Regions from separate parts of the Anas platyrhynchos genome. Here region 2 is linked to region 1. A link is a contact called in public Hi-C data. All regions are on one chromosome and are shown on one strand. Each heading gives the region's core, a stretch centred on a gene start, on an enhancer-like site or on the middle of the called end of the contact. The rest is flanking DNA. Distances are from core to core; before and after follow the strand shown.

Region 1 (6,571 bases), core at 3,395-5,894:
CTCCACCCATGACATTAAGCTCATTAAGGATCCCAATTTTACTGCATTCCAGCCTGCTATGCTAACACGATGAAGAGAAATAATGCAATACCATACACAAACTCCATCCTGTCATGAGCAGGTTCCCTCAGCTACACAAGAGGGGGTATCTATGTGTTTCTGAGCTGGAAGTGAAAGAAGCTGTTTATAATAGGTACATTACGCAGATCAATTCCCAAATAGCTGCTTATATGGTTACATATACTATAAAGCTACCTCAGGCTCAAACTTCCCATTATGGATTACTTAACATTTTCTAGCTGATTGAGATTTTTTTCCCCCTCTATATTCTCTTTGTTCAGTACAAGGCCCTCAACCAGATAGCCTGTCAGCATCCTCAAAGTGGTTCAAGGTGTTTTGTGTTGTTTTTTTTTTTTCTTTTTTTGTTTGCCGTTTGTTGTTGTTGTTTTTCTTCCCCAAGACCTCACATCAAACCTCCTCACTTCTTTTTAAGCTATCTCTTCATTTAAAAAATAAAAAAATCCCCGTCCACATAGCAAAGCTACTGTTTCCTGTACTCCCAGTGCCTTCCCACATCAAGGCCAAGCATGGCGATGTATCTCTTGCATTTCCTTGCTGCAGCTCCAACTCCAAGGACTTTTACGCTAGCCGTACAAAACACCAAAACTCATTATGCCTCCTGGCTCATTCCAGGAGCAGTTAGTGAGTTTGGTGACACCTCAGTTAAATAAAGCTGCTCTACCAAAGGGTTTGAAGTCTGATCGTTAACCTAAATGGATACTTCTGTTAATCTCACTGGAAGCATTCGGAGGTGGCAGAGCCATGTGTGCTCTCCATGAAAGTAAACTAGCACTAAACTCATGTCCAGGCAGATACTCAGAGGCAGCCTTTATAGATTTAAGCCCCAGTCCCTCAAACAGACCCATTCAGGCAGCCACTTCTCCTGTGTATAATATCACTGAAGTCAACTGCATTTATACAAAGCTGCAGAAACCTAATCTAACTAGAAAAACACTGTAATTAGCCCAGCATTTCACAAACTGTTACTACATTTTATTTTTATTATTTTACCTTCTCCCCAGTATAAACAAAGTTAGCAGGAAAATCTGTATATGAAAGTTTGAAATCCCATCCTAGTCCTGGGTCATTTCAGATGTTTCGTGCTCTGGGCCCATTGCCATCACGTGCCAGCATTTTGTTTCCAAATGTGAAGAGCCTCTGCCCTTTAGGAGAGCTTTCTGTACCTGCATCTGGATGTGATCACTCAGGACCTGGCTCACCTCTGGCAAAGATGGGCTCAGGGCTCGGATTAACAATCGACATTCCTCCACAGCCCAAAGAGCCTGCCACGATTAATGTGCTCCCAGTGAAAACCATAGGAACTGAAAATGATTTGCAACTGATTCATTAAAACAGCATTCATCATCATAATTGATTGGTTAATTAATTATGGCTATAACGCGGATGTCATCTGTATTTCCATAGGAATTCCTTGGGAGCTTTAGAATTCGCTCATGAAAGCCGGGCTGGCCCCCAATGCCAGCCATACCGCAGCTCCTGACAGCGGAGACTTACACCTCCAGCCGAGAAAACGTATCCACAGAGCTCTGCTCTGCGAGACAGATAATTATTTTCTAGTCCTATGGTAGAATTACTTGAGCAGCAGCACCAGCTCAGCCTCCTGCAGTGCCCCTCATGACTAATCTGTTTATGCTGCAGCCCCGAGCAGTGGGTCAGCACAGGAGCCACAGGTTCCTCTCAGCCCAACCCAGCCCGTCCAAACCAAACAGGTTTCACTTGCACAGGAGCTATCTTCTGGGAGACGGACATTCATCAGGGTGCCAGCACCCACAGCACAGCAACACGCAGGAAGAAGTGTTACGGAGCAGGAAACGCAGGGGAATATCTGATCTTAGGAAAAACGCCCAAGAATCTTTCGTGTGACATACACCGAACACGACGAGGTTTTTAAGGTTTTCACGTTCTGAAAGATGTTTGCATGGGCAAAATGCATGACCTTTTGGGTTATGAAAGAAAAGAAACTTTTGGGGTTATGAAGTGCCCGCTGCCCAAGCGTTCATTATACTGGCAGACAGCGCTGTCAGCTACTCGAAATCTCCACCATTAGCCTGGTTACACTCTAATCCAGCAGGGGAGGTTTAGGAAGTTGAACTCAGCACAGAGCAGACACAAATGCCCAAATTGCTCCCACAATGCTCCCACAGCCATGCCTATGGCAGGGTTGTTCTTCTGGCTACGATCTGACAGAGCACAGCCTGAGTTAGGTGGGTTCACTTCCTAACTCCGCCACAGGCTTTTAGGCATGGCCATGAGCAAAGCCTGCCTTCCTCCGTGCTCCAGTTTTCATCTCTGAGACAGAAACGATGGCAACTCTCTCCAAGGCTACAGAGAAGATGCACTCACAATATTAATAATTAGGAAGTGCTTAGATATTATGGCCTGGGGGGACACAGGCATACCCAGAGCAGCGATCTGCAAAGAGCGGCACAAAGCAAAGAACTTGCTGAGGCCACCTTCTCCTTAGGTCTTCCTGTTAACCACCTCCCCTTTTACTTTCTTTTTTTAATTATTATTTTATTGTAACCTCGTGGTGCCATAAGCACTACTGGAGTATTCACACACAAGACAGGTGGATGCTTTCAGCTGCATTCTGAGCTGCACAAAAGCAACATCAGCCCCACTGACTGCACATACAGCCACAGCAAACCTCGCCCCTTGGAGATCTGGCCCAACACCTTCTGGTTCTCCCGCAGCCCTGAAGAGAGGCTCCTGCACAAGAGGAGCCTGGGTGGCAGGGTGGGGAGGGAGGGGGCCATAGCACAGACCCTCCCCAGCTCCTGGCAGCGCTCCCAGCACTGCAGTGCTCGCTCTCAGCCAAGCAAAACCCTCTGAGGTGCAGCAGGTGTGCGGATCCGTCCCGCCACACTTTGTCAGGAGGGCTTTTGTTTGAATTCTACTTTAAAAGGGGGGCGTAAGTAGAGATGAACAAAGGCTGTCCCCTTTTCACCTCCCCCTACATCTCTTTGTGGGATAAAAGCCACGCTGGGAGATGGAAAAGCTTTCTGAACTGGTAGCCGAAAAGCACGGGAGGACTATCAGAGCTCTCCGACACCAGATGAGGGACTGGGGGGGGTGTCTCTGATTTACCATTCCCCATCTCTTCCTTTGTTCTATCCTCACCTCGACTGTCAGCTGTTTTGAGAAGGGGCTGGCAGTCGGGGGAGAGGAGGAGAGGCTGGTGTGCGCATATCCAGTTCAGGCTGGTTCCTGGCTCAGGGAAACATTTTATTGGATTTGTTCCTCTTTGATGCTGATTAAGCCCATGGGGTAGGAAAAAAGCAAAAGAGAGGGGGAGTTTGGGGGGAGGGGAGAGATGCAGTTTCCCCGTGGCTGTGATGTTTTTAATTTATTATTAACCATCTCTCATGCGTTATCTGACAACTCTGTTGAATTCTGGATGCACAGGCAGGCAGTGCCTGCATTTACAGTTTTCCAGGGTGTGTGTCCCCAGTCTCCCTGAATCAAAGTCCGCGCTGTTCAAGGAGTCAACTTTGTAGATACTAATTTAAAACAAATAGTTTACTGTGGAATTAGTTCCCTAGGAGTATAGGCTGAACGGCTCCAAGGCCAGGATTGCACAAGGCAGACCTCGGTGATATACCAAGAGCACACGGCAAGACAAACTGCAGGGTGGAGAGCACAGGAGGAATCCTGCAGCAAAGCACACTCAGAATAGCCCAGCCTGTACATCCAGCTTCCTTCTCAGTGTTTTTTTTTTTCCCCTACCGGGCCCCCAAAATGGCTGAGCATCCCCAGTCTCTGTATTCTCACTTTATGCCTTCTCACCTTAGCAATATGCCTATCCTTCTGGCTGACCGTCCAGGAAGAGGGCTGCAGAAGCTATGCATTTCCCCAGCTCAGACATGCAACAGTCAGAAGCAGCTCGGTTTGTTGCACAGAAAACAGAGACCAAGAGATTTGAGTCGTCTTCTCCATTGTCTTACACAGCCAGGTACAAACCCAGATGAAAAAGCTCTCTGAGCATGCCAGGAAAGAAGCAGCACGCCGATTAGGTGGCATATCCCACACTTAGACATGACTGTGCAACCTACAGTGCCAGAAACCCAGCCTGTAGCTCCACTTCTGCCAGCCACCAGTTGGTGAACCCAGCAGGTAATTTTGAACAGTTATTTTTACACAGCAAATGAGCACTGGCAATTTGTTCCCAACACCTCTTCGAAGAAACTGGGAAAGGCTACAAGTTAATTCAGTGGTTATCAAATGAGCAGATATGGGCACTGATGCTCATTACGTTTTGTGCTATGTTGGTTACCAGTTCTCCAAGACAAAGTCCTCTTAGAAATGAGCTTTTTTTTTTTTTTGTTTCTTCAGAAAACCTCAGCTGAAGTGAAACAAGATGTAGCACGAGAGAATGCCAGTTCGAGCTAGTGCAGCGTACAAAGCTGCAAGGTCAACATCTCTGAACATCTTGTTACATGCTAGCCCCAAACAATAACTAATTCATACCAAAGACCACCACAGCTGATATAAAGAGGTCTGTTGTAACACAGCCTGCTCTCCATCCTTGGGTCAAGCCACATTTCTCCTTGCATTAGCCTGCTATCCTGATATTTGTGAATTACCGATTGTTGAGAACCAGGGTTGGTGCAAGGACATGAGGTTAATGACTTGCAAGACGCTCTGCTAATGCTCTTAAACACTGCCATCTCCTGGGAGAGAGGAGACAGCACAGTCCCTCCCCTTTCCTCAACGAGTTGTGTTAGAAACCAGGACTTGACATCATCTAGGTGGACAAGAGCAGCTCCACCACTCAGCAGGGCTCCAGCCAGAAGGAGCCAGTCATTAAGGCAGGCAAAATCCAAAAATGACACTCTTATTGTATCTATCAACGAGATCTAACTACCAATATGTTCAGTTAAAGGATATTTTTCAAGGCCATCCAGAACACGGCGCCATACAACGCCATGCAATTTTAGCAGTGCGCCTATTTAACACACTATGTAAATGAGCACGAACGCAGTCTCCTTAAGGTCCACCTCAGGGGAAACCTGAAAAATAAATTTCACTTGACCCCAGGCTCCTCCATGAGTATTACTCCCCAACCGTCAATATCTCTGTTGGCAAAACCCTTCACACCGTGTTTTATCTTATTGCTAAAAATAAATCACTTGTAAATTGTTTTATAAATTATGTATAAGAAAAGACCTCATAGTCTAAGAAGAGCTACCAGTGTAGTCTACATGATAAAAAAAAATTTAAAAGGATCTCCAAGGGTGGGAGGGGGAAGGGAATGGAGCACTTTTATAAATAATATATTCAGTGGTCAAAGAAAGTTATCACCTTTTATGAAGTGTTTGGGATTCATTATGCATAAAACGTGCAGCACCGCTTCTCGTGCGTGTGATAGCAGGATGTGATTATTAAGCATTACAGCCACCAACTAAGTGATTATTGGTGTCATCATTTGTTTATCTAACCAAAACCTAGTCTGCCACCTCTCATCAGTGGAAACAAACAGCTGATGTGTTTGACTAGTGCCAAAGGAACACTGTCGGTTATTCACAGGAAGATGATGTCCCCATCATTGTGGGTTTCATTTGGTATTCATTGTAATAGCACTGATCCTAATGAATTCATTTGGTATTCATGTGGATGTCACATGTATTTCCAGAGATGTTCTGCTGTAATTTAGCATGGGTTAATGGACACCTCTATTAAAGTGTTATTGAAAGTTTGACATTCAAATAACCCAGTTTAAAATCAGACAAACCTAGATATTAAAGCTGAAGGAAGAATGGGGGGAGGGAATTTGACTAAGAGGAGAGACTGAAATGCCATCTCAAGACAGTAACATTTATCTGCCTGCTAGGAAGGAAAAAACCTGTTCTGTCCATTCCTCCTTCCTTCCTCCCCCAACTCACCAAAGGCAGATCAGTGACTATTCAAAGAGACTTTGTGATGGGGCCACTAGTCCCACCTGGCCCAAACTCCCATCACAGTCTGCCTGCTGAGTTAGCCTTCAAAACAGTGTGCTGGGGGAGGGAAAGTCTTTGGGAGCACAAAAAAAATGCACAAGCTCTTGTGCATTGACAGCTCTTCTGCTGGCTTTGGTAGGGTAGGAAGGGAGGCATCCCATCTCGTCTTTGACCTTACAACTCTGAATGCATCACCAGTAGCCTGGCACTGAGGCTGAAATGAGTAGAAGCACTTCTACTCTTGAGGTTCAACTCTGAAAATATTTTTTTCTGCGGTACAAGCTCAGTAAACAGATGACAAGGATGGCAGGATTAGTGCGGAAAGAGGTCTAGTATTTTGTGACCTAAATGTGCTACTGGACAGAGCAAATTCCCTGCTCACTTTCAAGAAGGCACAGACAAGTCACATCTGTATTGCCAAAAGATCTGGATACGGCCCAGAGAAACATCAAGCTAGTATTTCTACAGCCCAGTGTTCCTCTCATCAAGAACCTCTGGTTAGTCTTTCTCTATAAAGAAATTATCTTGGTTTTCTCAACAGTTTGTTCCATGGG
Region 2 (6,636 bases), core at 1,006-3,505, 540 kb before region 1:
TCTGAGCTTCCCGAGCGCTCGCCAGGGTCCCCTTTCCCTCTGCTGGGCGACATCCCTGCCCACGATACCGTTTAATGTGTAGGTAAAAATAAAGCTCTAGCCATGTACTTTCCAGGACCTCATAAATAATAACTGTTGCGGGCCTCCGAGGGACGCTGCCGGCTCTCCCCCAGCCTCCGGGGAGGCAGCGGTTGCGGGACGGGGACCACGCAGCTCCTGTCCCTCTCCGCTCTGCCCCCACGCCCGGCCCCGGCCTCTCCCCGGCGGGGCACCGCGCGGCTCTCCGCCTCTCCGTGCCGCTCGTTACCGGCCAAAACCCGGCGATTTCCCCGATTTGGCACCGCTGGGAACCCAGGGGCGCGGTGCCCGTGCGGAGCCCGCAGCTCCCACGCGTTACCGGCGGGGAGTGCACGGGGAAGGTGGGGGGTGTCCCGGCAAGGGGTGTCCCACGCGTGTTCGCGCACACTCAAGGAGCAGGAGACAGCCAAGGGCGGGCTGCTGCTCCCCGGGGGGCAGCCTCTTCTCGGCCGGGATCGGGGTCCGGAGGGGCTCAATCAGCCCCAGAAAAATCACGCGTGGGCATTGCCGGCGGGTGCGGAGCGCACCGACGTGCACCGATCCCAGGCGGTGCCGTACCGGGAGTTAAATGCCCTCCAAAGCTCGGGAGGAAAATGCAGACCAGGTGGCCTTTCCGCGCATTGCCGCACAAAACTGAGCCCTGGAGCGCCTGCAATAATAATAAAAAGGGGCATTTTATCCAGTTCCACCCCCACCCCCGGTTCCCACGTCCCCCCTCCATCGCGCTGCCGGTGTCCCACCCGCAACTTTTCGGGGAAGGGAGCACTTTGCGTGGCTTTGCCCCCGCGGTTCCCTACCGGGCTGTGGGGCAGCGGGACAAATGGGGCCAGGCTGCGGGCATCGCCCCCGTACGGCCTCGGGTCCGGCAGGGAGGGACCGCCGGGGGACTCCGCTTGGGGACTTTCGCGACGTTTTCTCTGTCCCAGCACCAGAAAGGCAGTTCCTTTCTAATTAATTTCTAAACAGAAAAAGGATTTAAAACTTTTTGTTTGATTGTTTGTTTGTTTGTTTGTTTTTAGGGGGAGGTAAATAAATTAGATTGGGGGGATTTGGGATGCTGAGGAGCCGCAGGTCCGGAGCGGCCGGGCAGGGTGGGCGCAGCCCCGCTCCTTTTTTTTTTTTCCCGGGTGTTTTTTTCCCCGTGAAATGTGGCTGTTATTCTCCAAAAGGACACTTGGGGTCGCACTTTCTGTCTGTTTGAGCGTAAAAACAGTGTAAAAAGAAGCCTTAATCTCCCTTAATCGTTACAAAATGTTCAAAAAAAAAAAAAAAAAAGAAAATCCTGTTACCGGACCAAAAAAAAAAAAAAAAAAAGAATCCAAAAAACCTTACAAGTCGAGTACTCGTTTGCATGCAGTCACTTACTCGGGGAAGAGCGGAGGAAAGCAAACACGGTCCCCTCAGAACTGAAATGTAATTCTATTTTCTCCCTTCTCTCCCCAGTATTTGCAATTGTCTGTGTCAATGCCTTTGCTTTACTTTAGGGAGAGATTTGCTTCCCGTCACCGGGAGGGTTTCCCCGGCTGTCGGAGCAGAGCTGTCAGCCCCGCCGAGCCCCGCTCCCCGCGCATCTCCCCGGGCACCTCCCGCGGCCCCGCGCTCGCTGCCGGCCGGACCCGGGGCGCGTTCGGGGCATTTTGGGGCATTTCCCCGCGCTGCCCTCGCACCGGGGCCGTTTCCATAAAGTTGGAAGCGGCTCCGCGTGTGCGGGGGCTGGGGGTAAGCTGACCGCTCGCAATTCGCTCCGGGCCGGCAGCGGGCACGAAGGGACTTTGTTATATTTAGAACAAAGGGACGGGCAGGATGGCCCCGAGCCCTCCTCCTTTGCGGATTGCCGAGGCCGAAAACGAACGGAGAGGGGTGAGAGGAGGGGGGGTGGGGGGGGAAGAGAATAAATAAGAATAAATAAATAAAAGAGGCGGTGGCGCGGGAGGGGGGAGCACCGGGAGGAGCGGGGCTGGGAGCGGCGGCCGCTCAGCTGGCGCTGCGGAGCTGTCACGGCGCCGCCCGCCCCCGCCGCCCCCGCCGCTGCCGCCCAGCCCGGCCCGGCCCGGCCCGGCTCGGCCCGGCCCCGCCGCCGCTCTGCCATTGGCGAGGCCGCCGCCGGCCCCGGCCCCCGCCGCGCTGTCGGCGGGCACGGCCGTATAAGAAGCCAAGGGGGGCTGCGCTGCGAAGCACAGCTGCACAACGAGCGCTGGAGGCGGCAGCTACCAGCGGAGCCCTGTTTTTTGTTTTTTTTTTTTTTTTTTTTCCTCCCCTCGTCCCCCCTTTTCTCCTTTTTTTTTTTTTCGCCTTTTTCTCCTCCTTCCTTCCCCTCCCTCTTCCCTCCTCCCCTTCCCCTGCTCCGCCGAAAACTCCCGTGCAAAGCCCGAAGCGCGCTCGGGCTGGAAAGTTGCGGCAGGCTGCGGAGCTCCGCGGCTGCGGGGAGAGGAGAGGCTCCGGACTTACAAACCGCGGACGGGGGCACGGGTTAGACGCCGCGCACCGGCCTTCTTCCAGCGCCGACCCGGAGGCAGCATCTTTGTTTTGCTTTGCTTTTGCCCTCCTGCTGCTGCCGCTGCTCCTTTCGGCGTGCAGCCCGGCGGCTGAGTGCTAGGAGCTGCCGCAGCCCGCCGTGCGCTGCGAGCCCGCACCGAAAGGCAGCAGGCGGCCGGGCGTCCTCGGGCTTTGTTGCTCCGAAACGAGAAGCCCCAAGAAGCCGGGAGAAGGAGGCGGCCGAGGGGGGAGCGGCGGAAAGGAAAGCGAGGAAGCCGAGGCCAAGTTTCTTTGGAGTAAAGGAGAGCGGGCAGCCCTCTGCCAGGCTGCACGCTGGAGTGAGGTCTCCAGCCCCCTCCGCCCGGAGAGGTGCCCCCAAGACAGCGATGGCCGGAGAGCTCAGCATCGGAGCCGAGCTGCCCACCAGCCCCCTGGCCATGGAGTATGTCAACGACTTCGACCTGATGAAGTTCGACGTGAAGAAGGAGCCCCTGGGCAGGAACGACCGCTCGGGCAGGCACTGCACCCGCCTGCAGCCTGCCGGCTCCGTCTCGTCCACCCCCATCAGCACTCCCTGCAGCTCTGTGCCCTCCTCGCCCAGCTTCAGCCCTACCGAGCAGAAGACCCACTTGGAGGACCTGTACTGGATGGCCAACAGCTACCAGCAGATGAACCCCGAGGCGCTGAACCTCACCCCGGAGGACGCGGTTGAAGCCCTCATTGGGTCCCACCAGGTGTCCCAGCAGCTGCAAGGCTTTGAGAGCTTCCGGGCCCACCACCATCATCATCATCACCATCACCAACACCACCACCAGTACCCCGCGGTCACTCATGAAGACCTGGCCGGCAGCGGGCACCCTCATCACCACCATCATCACCACCACCAGGCCTCTCCCACCCCTTCCACCTCCTCCAACTCCTCCCAGCAGCTCCAGAACTCGCACCAGCAGCATCCCCCCTCCAGCAGCGTGGAAGACCGGTTCTCCGATGACCAGCTGGTCTCCATGTCCGTGAGGGAGCTCAACAGGCACCTCCGAGGCTTCACCAAAGACGAGGTGATCCGCCTCAAGCAGAAGAGGAGGACCTTGAAGAACAGGGGCTATGCCCAGTCCTGCAGGTACAAACGTGTCCAGCAGAAACACCACCTGGAGAATGAAAAGACCCAGCTCATTCAGCAGGTGGAACAGCTCAAGCAAGAAGTGACCCGGCTCGCCAGAGAGAGAGACGCCTACAAGCTCAAGTGTGAGAAACTTGCCAGCAATGGCTTCAGAGAGGCCGGCTCCACCAGTGACAACCCGTCTTCCCCTGAGTTCTTCATGTGAGTGCTTAACAAAAATAATTAAAAAACAAAACAAAAAAAACCTACCCCACACCTGAATCCCGACCCCCATCACCTTCCCCCCCGCTCCCATCCTCTTCTGACATCTTCATCCATCTGTCTGCTTGACTAGAGAGAAAGAAGGAGAGAAAAATAGAGACTTGATTTTTTTGCAGCATCCAAACTTCTAGATTAGCTGTGGGAAAAGTAGGCTGGGGGTGGGGACGGGAGAGGTAAAGTGCAACTTTTTGACTTTCGTTTGTGAGTTAGAGAGAGGGACCGAGGCAGAGGCAAAGGAGGAAAGGACAAGTGAAGCGTTTTATAGATCGCTTGCTTGCAGAACAAGATGGACTTTAAGAGAATAATAATAAAAAAGGACAATGAACAAGCCATCTATAACATACTGTCTGCTCGGAAAGAGAGGACATATACAGCACCATCTCATGCACAATTTACCTGCTTGGAAAAAGAGAATAAATAAAAAGGACAATATATGCAAACTCTTCATATATTGCCTGCTTTGAGAAATAAGTTACAGGACTCAGATGGGACATTCAATCTAAGAAAGGAAAGAAAGAAAAACTCATCAGTTTTATTGCCTGCTTGATTATATAGAAAAATACGAAAATCTGCATTAAAAATATTAATCCTGCATGCTGGACATGTATGGTAATAATTTCTATTTTGTACCATTTTCTTGTTTAACTTTAGCATGTTGATCATCGATCATAGATTTCTGTTGTTGTTTTGTTTCATCGATAAGAAAAGCATCACAAGTTATCAAAACTTTTTACTGCTTGTGCAGTTTTGTTCGTTGGTTTTGCTCTTATTTTTCTTTTATGGTTGTTAGCTTGTAAATATCTGCTACTTCAAACCGCACAGGAAAAACAAAAAACAAAAACAACATTTCAGCAGGCTGGTTATACGGTTTGTTTGGTATTAAAGAGATACTTAAAAAGAAGTTATGGGCATTTTGCATTCAAAAAAAAAAAAAGGAGAAAAAAAAAACTTTGTATATCTGGTGCACTTTTAAGTTGTATTTTTTTTAGTTTTCATTTTGGTTTTTGTTTGTTGGGGCAGAAGATAAAACGCCTGAATGGCATTGACAAACCTAAACTTAAGAGGGAAAAACTCTCATCGGTCACTAGAGCCTACTGCATGCCTTAAAGTGGCAGCGAAGCTCTTTCCTTCAGGACGATTCCCAGCCTGTAGTGGTTAGACCTGGCCATGCAGCCTCCCTTCTGATTGTAAACTCAGGAAACGAGGGATGGACGAGACATATTTTCCTTTTCAGAAAAAGCTGCCCCTGCATTTTCAGTAAATAGGGAAAAAGCCACCCTCCTGGTTACGAGGCAAGTCGCACGGCAGCAAGTGGTCCGTGTCCCCATGGAGTTAGGTTTCTCAATGGTAGCAGTAGATGAGTGGGCTGGAAAAGCATATAAAACTAAAACTTTTATTTGAGAAGACATACTGCAACTTTTAAGTGTATTCTTTTGCAATGATTTGTAATCTGCTTCTCTGCTTCCCTACGCAGCGAGTGAAAGTTTTAGCCAAAATTTATTTGCAGTTGTATAGTAGTAGTAGTTGGGAGTCTTATGGGTGTTTTTATTACTTTTTTTTTTTTCCTCCTGCAGGTCAGTAAAAGGATTTACGTTGCACTGACAAAAATACCAAAATGAAAACTTATTTTTTAGTTTCCTTTTAGGATAGCTGGCACTGCTGGCCGGATGCATTTTAAGTTTGTATTAGTTTATAAATTAACAGTAATAACAAGATTGTAATGAACAGCATGGTGCTTGCAGTTTTAAATATTGTGGATATTAGTCATGCATCAGAAAACGATCTTTGGTTTTTACTGATTCAACTGTGTTGAAATCAAAACATTGCAGCAGCGGAAAAAAATTGTTTTTATTTCATGTAAAGTTCTGAAGGGATCAATTTCAAATCCTGCTTATGATATGAAAAATATTAAAAAACCTGGTCTATTGTAGTTTTATTCAGACTGGTTTCTGTTTTTGGTTATTAAAATTGTTTCCTATTTTGCTTATTAAAATCATTGAAATGGCATTTCTTGGAGAGACCTGCTTCTCTGACGTCTCGTGTTCCGGAAAAAAAAAAAAAAAAAGAAGGAAGAAAAACTGTTGGACCTTAACCTATCCTCCGACTGCTGTCCAGCCAAGGCAGCCGCCCGCCGCTGGGCTTTAAATGGGGCTTTGCGCAGCTGCTGCGGCGGCTCGGGATCGCTGCTGCCTCCTGCCCGCAGGGTCCCGGCTCCTTCCCCTGCTGCCCCCCAGCACCCCCCCTGCATTCTCCCCGCCTTGCCCCAGCATCCCACCCGCAGAGCACCGCGCCGGGCTCGGCTGCATCCCTGCCCGCTGCGGCCCCTCTGGCCTGAGTGGCTCCGGGGAGGGAGTGAAGGGAAAGTGCAAGCACTTGAGTGATTTTTTTTTCTCCCCTTTTTACATTTAAAAAAAAAAAAAAAAGGAGAGGACTTAGCCAAGTCTGTCCCCTTTACCCCTGCTCCTTTGGGATCTGGGCTTGCCATTCACTTTCCTCTTTCTTCCTCTCCATCTGCAAGTTTTAATTATTCTGGCCTTATTTTTATTTTTGTTTTAATTATTTTTATTTTCTTTTTAAGCATGAGTAACATGCAGTCTAGAAGACTCTTTAGATGCATGTGGAGATGGGGGCAACTCTACCCTCAGCACCCCCGGGGCTTTGCAGCACCCCAAAGCCCCAGCAGCTCCCAAGGCCGAAAGCCACCC

Evidence for each region. A called contact is a pair of places that touch in the nucleus more often than the background predicts.
Region 2: a contact with region 1 is called in a Hi-C map of F5 follicle, with 3 times the contacts expected there. The contact joins the promoter of MAFB here to the enhancer-like site in region 1. A contact is called at or near these places in 3 of 8 Hi-C or Micro-C datasets (F1 follicle, F5 follicle and subcutaneous adipose tissue).

Annotation. Positions count from the first base shown.
Region 1 is chr21:7,632,779-7,639,349 of IASCAAS_PekinDuck_T2T, reverse strand. All of the region lies in intron 2 of LOC119713012, which reads right to left. Among named protein-coding and RNA genes, the nearest start is that of TRNAG-UCC, 110 kb to the right of the region's middle. Within about 2 kb of position 4,644, at least 3 of the 8 cell types and tissues checked have an H3K27ac peak or open chromatin away from gene starts, as enhancers often do. A contact at or near this core is called in F1 follicle and F5 follicle, where this site is marked.
Region 2 is chr21:8,170,321-8,176,956 of IASCAAS_PekinDuck_T2T, reverse strand. MAFB (MAF bZIP transcription factor B) reads left to right here and starts at 2,255. Exons shown (of 1, transcript XM_005012046.5): 1 at 2,255-5,938. The coding sequence starts at 2,940. The coding sequence ends at 3,875.